Linked DNA regions of Mus musculus: all the other regions are linked to region 3. The links are chromatin contacts, called in public ChIA-PET and promoter capture Hi-C maps. All regions are on one chromosome and are shown on one strand. The core of a region is the stretch at or near the end of the contact, and the rest is flanking DNA. Distances in the headings are between cores, read along the strand shown.

Region 1 (2,700 bases), core at 44-2,543, 450 kb before region 3:
AGTGCCTGGAACTGGGCTTTCCCAGCCAAGGGGAGAGAGCCAGAGAGCCCTGGCTGGCCCAATCTCTCAATCGTATGACAGCCACAGGAGCCAGCTTGGTGGCAAGGTGGCCTGAGACACCCTTACTTAATCCCTTAAAGTGAAAATCTCAGTCAGCTCTCTCCATACAAATCTGTAAAACGGGTGACTTGAAGAGTGCACGCAGGGCCCTAAAAGGTTTCTGGCTGGTCACCTGCAGACAAATGCCAGGCGCTCTGCCAGCTCACTCAGACCTAAGTCCTGCTTAGAGCAAATCTTTCCCCAGGCGGGCCCCTTGCCCATCCGTCCCTAGCTGAGTCTTCCACATTTGCCAAGTGGCTAGATCTCACTCATCAGCACTCCCCACCCTCCCCTGCAAACGCGAAAACCTCAATGCCTACCTGGACGACAAGCTGACAAAATCCCCGCCATCCAGCAGCCGGACCTTGCAAAAGAGGACCCCGTTCACGAAGGGGACCGCAGTCAGCTCCTCCAAGGTGAAAGTGGTTTGAAATTTAAATTTCTTCTTCTTCATCAAAAAAGCCATGAGCAAGTTCCCTGAGTCTGAAGCCCGCAGGGCCAAAAAGAAAAAGAAAAGAAAAAAGAAAAAAAGAAGGGGATACTAGAAAACCCCAGGATTCCTTTCCCGACACCACACCCCCCTCCTCAAAAACACCAGAGCTGGATCCAGTCCAGATGGCGGCGGAGGCTGCGGGCAGGAGAGGATCTGAGTTCGGAGCCCCAGGTCCAGTGAGCCGGCTGCTCTCACCCTCGGGGAACCCGGGCTCCACTGACATGTAAACAGCGAGGTGCGGCCCCGGCAGCGGGGGCTGGCGTGGAGGGCGGCTCGCAAGCGAGCAGCAGCATCCCGATCCGCGGGGCCCGGCGGACCGGTGAGACTGACGGAGACGGCCGGGCGAACCGCTGGAGACCCGGGCGGCGGCCCCGCCTCCGCCCCGCTGGCTGCCGTGGGAGGTGCCCAGGCGACGCACACGCCTCCGCACCTGGCGCACCGCGGCCTGCGCAGGTGAGGCCCCGGGAAGCGGAAGCCACCTCGGCGACCGACCCGGCTCTGCAGGGACCGCTTCGGGAGGCTCTGCCGGGCCGGGAACGTGTGCCGGTCCGCCTCCCGCTCAGTCCTGGGACCTACGCCGCTCCTGCCCTGCCCGAGTCTCAGGCGCCTTCCGACCCGGCCGGATGGCTTCTGCCTCGGTTAGCACCGCTGGAGCACAGCGGCGCCGTCGCCCGCACCTCCGGACGCAGCCGGCTGAGCCCGACGCAGCTCGGCGCTGCTCGGAGAATGCCGAAGCCCCGGCGCGACCGCCCGCGGAGCCGCGGCCGAGAGCAGCAGGGGCGGGGCGCGCGAGGCTCACAGCCAACCTGCGATTGGACAGGCCGACTGTACGAACACGAATTTCTATTGGCTGGCGGTGGCGTGGGGCGGGGCTCGCGGAGGCAGGGCCAGTTGAGGGCGCTCGGATTGGAGCGCTCGCGGGGCTGGACCCGCCTCCTTGAGAAGCGCGGTGGGGGGGGGTGCGGAGAGGCGGTGGGAGGTCGCGGGGTGTGGGGGCCGGCACTGGAAAGAACGGGAGGAGAGCGCGAGCCCAAGAAAAGGAGAAACAATGACTAGGGGAAACAATCTGGAAACTAGGGCTAGAACGGCCTGCCCGGATCCCGCCAAGACCTGAGCTCAGTGAGCAATGAAGCAGGCTGAGGAGGTAGCACCCCTGTTCTCAGGAAAACAATCGCAGAGGTGTCTCAAGACCTATGCAGGTCTTGCTCGCCTCTAAAAATGACAAGCATCTGTCCTGGCTTTGCCGCTCTTGAAGATCCATTGGAGCCCGGCAACCTTGTGACTCGGCCTGCCTGGTTCCAGGCTGTTATCTAAGGCTTTTGTTTAAAGTTTCCCGATAGTTATGGCAAAGGACACCTTGGGGACCTCGTACTCTCCAAACTATCGGCATTTTATGATTCTTTTTATCCAGGCCGCCAGTGTTTAGGAACTCTGTCCTGAGTCAGGCAGGCACCCAGTGGAAAGACTGGATCTGAGAGTCTGCTGAAGAACTCAAGTAGGGAGGTCAGAGGAGGCGTGTGCTTTCGGATTGGAACGGAAGTTCAAAGGATTCTGACACAAAGCCGGCCAAGCATCGGGGTACAGGCAGTGGCAGTCACTAGAGGCCTGCTGGCCCGGCAGCATGGTACTCAAAAAGTTTGTGGAGTATCCCTGGATGAATTCTAATTTGAGAGAACAGCAGATCAGGCTAGAATCTGGCCCAGTCTTGTAGACCAGAGCAAAGAAGGAGGCATCTCCTGGTTTTTTGAGCTAGATAGTGACTTGATTGTTCTGGCATCAGATAACTTGGAGGAAAGAAAATGGGGAAATGGGTGAGTGAAAGGCCGTTTTTGATCCGGGCAGGAGATAAGTTAAGGTCTGCTGGACTTCCCTGTGGAAAATTAAAGAGAGTTGGGCTGATTGGCATTTGAGATGTAAATTCTCTGCCGGACATCATGTTTGATACCATGCATGATATCATGTTTGGACATGTGCATGAAGACTTCCTGAGCTTACATTTCAGAAGCATGGGTGGCAATCTCTGCTCCTCATAATTGTCCCATAATGTGGAAAACGCAGTCAGATTGGAGATGAAACGAACCAATCCATCCAGACCTCCCTGATGTAGC
Region 2 (3,013 bases), core at 382-2,881, 500 kb before region 3:
AATAATCTAAATGTCTAATCTAATAATAAACATGGTAGCTCATTCCTTGCCCGAGGCAGTACTGTTACAAGTGTGAGGCCAACCTGGGCTACACAGTGAGTTCCAGGCTAGCCTGGACTACAGACCAAGACCCTGTTTCAAAAACTGAAACAAATAAACAGAAAATGCTTCCAACAGTTGGGATGCTTCCGCTCAGCCTCTCCCACTTCTAGAAGAAATACACCGAAAGCCACTTGAAGAAGCCCTCTGGGTCGGTCACCTGGGGGTGACCTCCTGCACACCCACTGAAAGCACCCAGCAAGGTGTCTACCACTGTGTGCTGGGCCATCCATCTCAGTACCTGTGACTCTCAGAACTCCAGTTTTCTAGGCCCAAAGTCATTCCAGAAGAAACACTAGGAGCTAGCCAGTGTACCCAGAAAGGCAGAGGTGTAGAACAGCCCCCAGCACATCCTGCCAGGGGCCCACCCTTCCTTGTCTGTCCATAAGCCACATCAGTTTCTAAAAATAAGTCTTCTCTGTGTGGCCAGCTGTCCAGGAGACCGGGTTCACAGCTCCTAAGGCCTCCGGCTCTACACAACAACTGGTCTGCTGCCCACAAGGGACCAGAGACCTTGACTTGGGCAGTGGTAATTAACCTCCCCACTCCAGCACTCAGGGGGCTCACTGGTAAAGACAGAAAGACCAGAGCGTCACACTCAGTCTCACACCTCCCTCCCAACTAAGTGACACCGGGTTACTTCCATTTCTAGGTGAGAAAAACAAACTGAAACCAAAAGGGGAAGACACCGGCCTGGGGTCACACAGCCCCAGGAGCAGGGGGCTGGCGCAGAAGCAACTACTAAGGGCTGTGGGAGGGACTCCATGCTAGAGCATGTGCTTAGCATGTGCCTGGCTCTGAGTTTCATCCCCCGACACCAAAAGGGGTTAGGGGATCACTGTAACTCCGGGTGTGGGAGGCGGCTGTAAAGCTCTACCCAGGTCACCCCCAAATCCCCAGGCAACTTTTTCTCTTCCCTGTCACTTACCGGGGCCTTCATGCTGTCTCTGCTCTTAGCAGTCTGGAGGCTGCTGTCTCCAGTGCTTGGGATGAGAAAGGCTGGAAGCTGGTCCCAGGATATGAGAGAAACTGAGGCAAGGGAAGAGACAAATCCAGATCAAGAAAAACGGGCCCAGGAACCAAAAGCCTTTAAGTCTCCAAGCATGTGACAACGTGTCCCATTCTAAAGGCCGTGAGTTCAGAGACCTTGCCAAACCAATTCCCATTGTGCAGATGGGGAAGGAGAGGCAAAGAGGAGACGCTCTCGGCTCAAGGTCATCCATTCGGTCGGAGGCAGGCAAAGAAAGCCAGGAGCCAGGAGAACATCGTTCCCATCCATCCCAACTCTCTACCGCGGGGTGATGGAGAGGCCTGGGGCGGGCAGGATGTGAGGTTTTCACCCGGCTAGCTTCCACCGTCCCCTCCCCAAGCTGGGCGCTAACCGAACGAGCGGATTGGAGTGCGCTGGGGGCTCAGGATGCGCTGCTCGGAGCTCCATGTCCAGTGCGCCGGGCCAGAGGGGCTGGAACCGGGCCCCGGGTAGGAGGCGGTGCTGCGGCCGCAGCTTCTGAAGCCTGAAGCTAGAGCAGCGCAGCCGGGGGCGTGGGAGGGGCCTCTGGGAGGGGCGGAGGCTTTGCGCTCAGGGGGCGGGGCCTGCGCAGCGCCGGCTAGCGGCGCGTGGATGTCTCAGAGACCTCCGGGCTGGGGGCGAGGTCTCGACGTCGAGGGCGGGGCCTGTCTAGTTTGTCTTCCCACTCTAGTCCTTGTGTGATTGGAAGGAAGACAGTAAGAGAGCCACCCGTGTGATGGCTACTGGCCGTGGAGAATTGAGGTTCTCCATTTCTGAAATTACCCGGGAAGTAACAGGGGATAGGAAATGAAGCAAAGGCTTCAAACTAAGCAGCCCTGAGTTTCAGGATAGTTGTTGGGTTGTCAGCTCAAATGATGTGAACTTGACTATGAATATCAGATAGGCAATGAAGAAACGTGTTTTTGAGACAGGACCCCACATTTTTCAGGCAGGCTTCAAACTCACCGAGATCCAGCTATCTCTGCTAGAGAATTGGGAGCTGGGATTAGTGGCTCAGGTTGTTTTGTTGTTGGTGGTTTGATTTGGTTTTAGGCTTTCAAGACAGGGTTTCTCTGTGTAGCCCTGGCTTGCCTGGAACTTGCTCTGTAGGCCTTGGACTCACAGAGATCAGCCTGCCTCTGCCTCCCAAGTACTGGAATTCAAGGTGTATGCCACCACTGCCCAGCAGGCTGTTTTTAAAACAGCCACTTTGTATTGGTTATGTCAATGCAGCCCATGCCTGAGGCAGGTCCCTCCCCCACACCCCACCTTTCTTTTCTGTTAAGTGGGAAAAATATCCCTGTCCCAGTGAGAAAGGGCAGAGACAGACAGCTCAGGGCACCACCAGAAAATCGTACTTCTGCTTGGTTCCTGTGGCCGTCCCCCTGCCTGTGATCCTCTGAGGATTCAGATGGAATCCCTCCCTTTCGGCTACTTTCTGACCTATCACATCAAGCGCATTCCTGCCTCAGGACCTTCCACTGGCTGCATTCTCTAGTCACTTTCCTAGTGGGACTCCTTATCTCTCAGCTCAAAGACCCTTGCCAACATGAACAGCACACTACAAGTTATTATTTCAGACAGGATCTTTCTATGTAGCTTTGTGTTTCTGTGACAGACACTATGACCGAATACAACGTGAGGGAAAGGTTTTATTTCAGTCTACAACTCCCACATCACAGTCCATCACTGAGGTAAGTCAGGGCTGGAGCCTAGGGACAGGAACTGGAGCAGAGGGCATGGAGGAGGGGGCCATGGAGCAGTGCTGCTAACTAGCCTCACATTCAACTACCTTTCTTATAACCATCTAGACCACCTGCCTGGGGTGGCACTGCCCACAGTAGGCATCCCTTTCCCACATCATTAATCAAAAAGAAAAGAAAACAGCGCCAAAGACACACAACA
Region 3 (2,769 bases), core at 218-2,717:
CACCATGCTGAAGATACAAACATGATCAATACAGGGTTGGGGTTTGGGGGTTGGGAGACACCAACTTTTCCCACCCTCCAAACCTTCCCAAGTCTTGGAGCTTCCCAAAACTTCCATGCTTTCCACCCAACCACCAACTCCGGCAGCTAGGATCCCCAGGGCAGTGCCCCAAGTCTCCTGAACTGGAAAGCTGCTGGCATCCAGAAGTCAAAGGGCAATAGGAACACCCCCAACCCCAGGACCCGAGAAAGACAGAACTACACTACCCAGAATTCCTAGGGTTAGAAAAAAAGGAAATGTCGTTTATGCAAGAAGAGGCTCAACTCCCCCAGCAGCTGCAGAGAGGTGGGAAAGAAGAGAGAGAGAGAGAGAGAGAGAGAGAGAGGGGGGGGAGAGTGTGCTGAGTGCCAGAGCTAGGGAGGAGAGCCGGGCGGGCTGGAGGAGGAGGCGGTGCCTACCCGCCTGCACGCTACCGCCTGCGGACCTGCATCCCACGGGGCGCACGGGCGAGCGCAGGTCCTGCGTGCGCCGGTGCGCGTTGTCGCGCGGCTGCGGACGAACACAGGGGCCAGACAGGCGCAGGGACCGAGTTTCTGCAAAGTTTGACCTGGTTGCCTTTCCGATGCTGCAGCAGAGCGAGGCGGCGCGGGGCGCGCCAGGCGGCTGCGGCGCGGCGGCGGGGCAGAGCGGTGACAGCACGCTCATAATGATCATAAAATAAGGAGGCGCTCGGGGTGGGGGCGAGAGAGCCCCGAGCCTCAGCCCTCCGCCCCCGGCCATCCCCACAGCAGCCCGGAGCCAGGAGGGGCTTGGGGATCCGAGGCGCCCACGCCATCCCCGGACCCTAGTAGATAAGAGCCAGGGGACACTGCCCAGGGGAGGGGGCGCCCCGAAAACGTGCGGGCAGAGAGGTTAGGGAAGACCGGAGGGCGGTGACCCAGGCACCTGGAGCGGCCCTAGGGGCAGGTGAGTTCGTGACGCCCCCTGGGTGGGAACCTGACTGCCAAAGTTCCTCGGCGGAGGCGCGCGCTCGGGACGCGCTGGGCTCAGCTAAGGCTCAAGCTTGGTTAGGGGAAACCGAGGCACGCGGTGGGGCGGGGGGGGGGGGCAACACGCCTTCTTGGTGTCCAGCCACCTCTGCCGGCAAAGGGCAGAATGCCTTAAAAGACCGGCCTGGGCTTGGCACTGAGGCCCCGGGGATCGAGACACTGGAGCGAGAAGGGGCGTTTCACGCTGGTGGCGTGGTACTGATGCGCAGTACCCGAGCCGGGAGGTCCTAGTGACCCACTGCGGTGGCAGTCTGAACGACCCCTCACCCCTCCCTCGAGCTAAACCGGTGTCAGCGGAGATGTCACGGGAGGCGATTATTCGCTGGTGCGCGCAGTCGTGCGGCCGCCACTGACGGGGCGGGCGGAGGGGGGCGCCACCTCCGGGGAGACCGCCCAGAGCTGCGCCGTCAGCTCCACAGCCCGTGCCCGGCGCACAGGCATCGCCGCGCCCTCGAGTCCCCCGCAGTAAAGTTCGGCTCAACTTTGCCGCCCTGTGCCTTCCACCTCTCTGCAGGTCCTCGGCGGCCGAGGCGAAGCAGGCGGCGGCGGATATCCGAGTGCAGTCCCGGAGCCCTGCGCGGCAGTCAGCGGCTACAGCGACAGTGGCAGAGGAACGCGCGAGTGGGCGCCGGAGGGGACCTGGCGAGCACCTAACCCGGAGCGCACCTCTCGGAAGGGCGGGTGGATACGGGCCTCACAGGACGTCGGACCTCTGCCGCTTGAATCGGAGCTCACGCTGCAATTGATTGGGCCCCGCCGGGCGGGCGCGTGTGTTCCAGGGAGCCGGTGCGGAAGGCAGAAGGGCAGGAAGTCGGCGTTCTGCAGCGAGGGTGGCGCGACCGCGCGGGGACCGAGCCTTCCTTATTTATGTGCCTGGCAGAGCCCGTCTGCTTCCTGCGAAGACTTCAGGGAGAGTGTCCGAGCTGCCATCCCCAAGTGTGAGGACGCAGCGCTGGATGTCAGAAAAACATGCTTCTCCATTAAACTCCAAACTTTTCTTTTTTTAAACCCAAAGAATATCGGTGGCTTTTGCCCACTGCTAGAAGAGGGAGCCCAGGGCTCTTGAGATGCAACAGAACCCATATTTATAACAGGACCCGGCAGTGCTATGCAAACCTCCTCTACTCCTTAAGTTCTCTAGCCTATGGATCTCGATTTTGAGTTTTGAGATTAGATTGAGCGCTCTGCACTGGGTCCTGCAACCTCCATCCTTTCAATGCCCTGTTATTTTTGGGACTGCTGGCCTTCCCTGGAGATTAGAGCGGTCCTGTGTGCCATGGGCTGTATTCAGAGCATCGGAGGCAAAGCCAGAGTCTTCCGGGAAGGGATTACCGTGATTGATGTGAAAGCCTCCATCGACCCCATCCCCACCAGCATCGACGAGTCCTCCAGCGTGGTATTGCGCTATCGGACACCCCACTTCCGGGCCTCAGCCCAAGTGGTCATGCCGCCCATTCCCAAGAAGGAGACCTGGATCGTTGGTTGGATTCAGGCGTGCAGCCATATGGAGTTTTACAACCAGTACGGGGAGCAGGGCATGTGAGTACTCCTGGGGACAGGCTGGGGGCCTTGAAGGCTCGGGGAGGCTGGAGCAGGGCTGCAGGGGTCTTTAGGCAGGGGTGGAACTGTCTCCAAGCCTTCTTGGGTCAGGCAACTCTGGGGAGCCTTTATGTTGATTAGGGTCCTAGCTCAGCTAGACCTGCCCTGCCATTATCCCTGG
Region 4 (2,936 bases), core at 311-2,810, 440 kb after region 3:
AAAGAAACACTTGCTTCTACTCACTAAACTCTGAGGCAACACACACACACACACACACACACACACACACACACACACACACACACCCCTCCCCCGTGATCTTCCCTGGCACGCCAGTATACCTCTCTCCTCCCAAGTTCTAGAGTGCCAGAAAGGGCGGCACCCGGATCAGGCGAGCTCTGAAGTCGTTTTAATGGGCGAGGAAGAACCAGCGGTCCCTAACCCCGAGAGGATCCCCGGTGGGGCCTCTGCGGCAGGGGTGGGAGCGTTGAGGCACACAGGGGCGGCCTCCATGTCTTACAAGGTTCCCCTCTAAGCTACCTGGGAAAATACCCGGCGAGCCGGCCGGCTGAAAGGGGGGGTTAAACGGTGTCCATTGCGGAGCGGCCGGCAATTTGTCACGCTGTTAAAGTGATCGCATTCATTCGGTTCCATTCGAAAGAAATTGCTAATTCTAAATTCATTAGCCCTGGAAGAAAGCTGTAGCAGTAAATTGTATCTCAATGCGGAGGGGACTTGTTTAAAAGGGGCCGAGGAATTCCCCTTACAAAAAGGCAGGATTAGATGGTTGACATAGCGTGAATGGAAGTGGAATTAGTCTTCACGGTAAATTAAGAGAGGAACAGCGATCTTAAAGGGGAAGAGAGGGCGTCGCTCAGAGACGCCAGCGCTGGGGAAAGATATTGTTTGCGGGGTGACGAATGAGGAATAAGAACTTGAGACATCTTAAAGAAAAGAAACTTTCTTCGCTCTCTTTCTCTCCCTCGCTCTCTGCGGCTTTTTCTCTCCGGCCTGCCCGCCCTCCGCCCCTTCCCGGCCCCGGCTGTCTTTTAAAGTTTGTGGTTTAAGTGGGAACTTTCGCGGGTCAAGCCCAAGTTAACCAAATGAATTTAAAACCCCTTCTTTTTGAGTCAACTGCTATTACACGCCCAGTAAGGCTTTTAATGCCAGGAAACCGCCAGCTCCAGGCTGGAGGATGGGGTGGGGAGAGACGACACAGGAGAGCCCGGGCTGACCGAGGTAAGTCGCTCCGGTCGTTGGGATCTGGTCCCTGAGCCTCCTGCATTCCTACATGCCTCTTCTCTGCTTCCATGAGGCCGTTGCAACCCAGGTTGGACCCACGAAAAAACTGAGGTGCGCTGATTAGGGAGAGCGCATCCTGGCTGGGAGCGGCAGCCCCAGCCCCTGTGTTCCCCATCTGGACCCGTGCCGCTAACCTGAGAATTGGGGGTAGCCAGGAAGAGCGAAGGAGTGGAGCCCCGACGGCACACTCACCTCCTGAGAAGGACTGCGCCAGGACCTCGGCCGTGAAGGCCGTTTTTGGGCTGGCGTGGTGGCTCTTGTCTTCCAGCAGCTGTTCGCCTAGCACGTTGCGCCATCGGCCATATAAGAAACTGTGCAGGATGTCGGAGGTGATGACCTCTGCCAGCGCCAACCCCGGAGCCTTCAGCCCTGTTTTGAGCACCAGGGCCTCAGCTGGGAGCACAGAGCCCATCATGGGCGGCGGAGGGCTCGCCGCGGGCGCCGAAGGACGGCTAGGTGGACTCCGGAGAGGTGGGCAACGAAGAGGGGTCAAAGGAATGAAAGGAGAGGAGGGTGACACAACACGAGGGAGGAGGAGGAAGAGGAGCAGGAGGAGGGTGCACTGGGGAGTGCGTGGCAAGAGATGGCTGGGAAGACAGGGAGCCAAACCGGAGATTCACAAAATCTGCAGAGATGGCAGAGGCAGCACGGAGGGCTGGAAGTCCGCGGGTGGAGACAAGGGTGGATACCAGGAGGGGTGCGGGAAGGGTGGGCGGCGGGTGGCTGTAGAGAGACAACGACCAAGGACTCTCGGTTTCCCACTAGCCTTCTATACACCCAGCCAGGACCGTCCTCCCCTTAGCAAAATCTCAGCTCTTTTATAGGAGCTGCAGTGACCCTCCTAATTGGTTATTAATGACCCCCTGACGTCGAAGGACAGACTTGTACCCGGCCAGGCTCGAAGGAGCCTTCACCGACAGCGCGAGGGGCGGGGGCAGCGTGCGGACCGCTCAGAATAGTCTCCCTCTGCTCCTCCCTCCCCCCAGCCTTCCTCCTCCTCCCCCTCCTCCTCTTCTCCCCGTGGGAAGCTCCAGGCAGGGAGGGAGGCTCAACTCGCGGCCCGGAGCGAGGAAGGGGGGTGGGGGGGGACGGGTGTTGAAGTAGGGGATGCTGCGCAGCGAGGCTTGCCTTTACTCCCGGGACTAGACTGAGAAAGAGGGGGCGTATGGCTGCAAACCCCGCGGGTCCCCATGCTCACCCGGGCTAAGCAAGATCCTTGATCACTGTGGATCCCAAGCTAGGCCTTCACCTTCCTAGCTCTGCGGGCCACTCCCAGAGCTGCCGGTGCTTTGCCTATCTCCTTAACCAAGCCCAGTACTCTGTCCGATCCCCACCTCTCCTTCGTCCCACACCCTCTGCTCTTTAGAGGCTTCACTCCTTAAGCTGCGGTGGCAACCCGGACAGCTTGGGAGATGCAGATCTCTTGCGCTGGCAGCGCTACCCAAGCGGGCGCTTCGTCCTAAACGGGCTCCCCAAGAGCTCTGCTCGCTGCGCACAGCCAGTGTAAAACTTCCGTCACCAGCACAGAGGGCTGCTGAGGAGTCGCCGTCGGGGCTGGATCTCACCTACCATAGAAAGGTTACCAGCCCTAGGAGTACTAAGTTGGGGTGGGGAGTATTGAAAGGTCATCAGATACTCACATCTGTGGAATACCCTAGAGCAATGCAAGATGGGAATTGCAGACACCCAAAATGCCTCTGAAATTGCGGACGGCCCAGGGCAAAGCCATCTGCTGGGCCCTGCTTTGGAATCAGTCTACTGGGATTTCAACCTAGGAAGCCACCAGACGTTCCTCTTTCTTTTTGGTCTCTTAATGATGATTCTTTCTTTCCTGGCTCCTTTCTCTTCCTTCC

Evidence for each region. Promoter capture Hi-C pulls out the DNA fragments that hold promoters and counts their contacts. ChIA-PET counts read pairs in DNA pulled down with a chosen protein or histone mark.
Region 1: a contact with region 3 is called in a promoter capture Hi-C map of neural stem cells. The contact joins the promoter of Fam102a here to the promoter of Fam78a in region 3. A contact is called at or near these places in 1 of 39 promoter capture datasets (neural stem cells), 2 of 115 datasets of contacts at active chromatin or transcription factors (embryonic stem cells and pro-B cells) and 1 of 9 other capture datasets (pancreatic islet).
Region 2: an RNA polymerase II ChIA-PET map of effector CD8 T cells shows a contact between it and region 3, with 6 read pairs. The contact joins the promoter of St6galnac4 here to the promoter of Fam78a in region 3. A contact is called at or near these places in 2 of 39 promoter capture datasets (liver and stem cell-derived epiblast-like cells) and 1 of 115 datasets of contacts at active chromatin or transcription factors (effector CD8 T cells).
Region 4: a promoter capture Hi-C map of embryonic stem cells shows a contact between it and region 3, with 2.0 times the contacts expected there. The contact joins the promoter of Prdm12 here to the promoter of Fam78a in region 3. A contact is called at or near these places in 6 of 39 promoter capture datasets (the 3T3-L1 cell line, 3T3-L1-derived adipocytes, the SN4741 cell line and 2 more), 5 of 484 Hi-C or Micro-C datasets (all in embryonic stem cells) and 3 of 115 datasets of contacts at active chromatin or transcription factors (all in embryonic stem cells).

What each region holds. Positions count from the first base shown.
Region 1 is chr2:32,533,952-32,536,651 of GRCm38.p6, reverse strand. It overlaps Fam102a (family with sequence similarity 102, member A), which reads right to left and starts at 1,293. Exons shown (of 11, transcript NM_153560.4): 1 at 420-1,293. The coding sequence starts at 565.
Region 2 is chr2:32,585,696-32,588,708 of GRCm38.p6, reverse strand. It overlaps St6galnac4 (ST6 (alpha-N-acetyl-neuraminyl-2,3-beta-galactosyl-1,3)-N-acetylgalactosaminide alpha-2,6-sialyltransferase 4), which reads right to left and starts at 1,631. Exons shown (of 6, transcript NM_001276425.1): 1 at 1,482-1,631; 2 at 1,028-1,128. The coding sequence starts at 1,039.
Region 3 is chr2:32,082,403-32,085,171 of GRCm38.p6, reverse strand. It overlaps Fam78a (family with sequence similarity 78, member A), which reads left to right and starts at 1,467. Exons shown (of 2, transcript NM_175511.4): 1 at 1,467-2,588. The coding sequence starts at 2,266.
Region 4 is chr2:31,638,661-31,641,596 of GRCm38.p6, reverse strand. It overlaps Prdm12 (PR domain containing 12), which reads right to left and starts at 1,560. Exons shown (of 5, transcript NM_001123362.1): 1 at 1,276-1,560. The coding sequence starts at 1,498.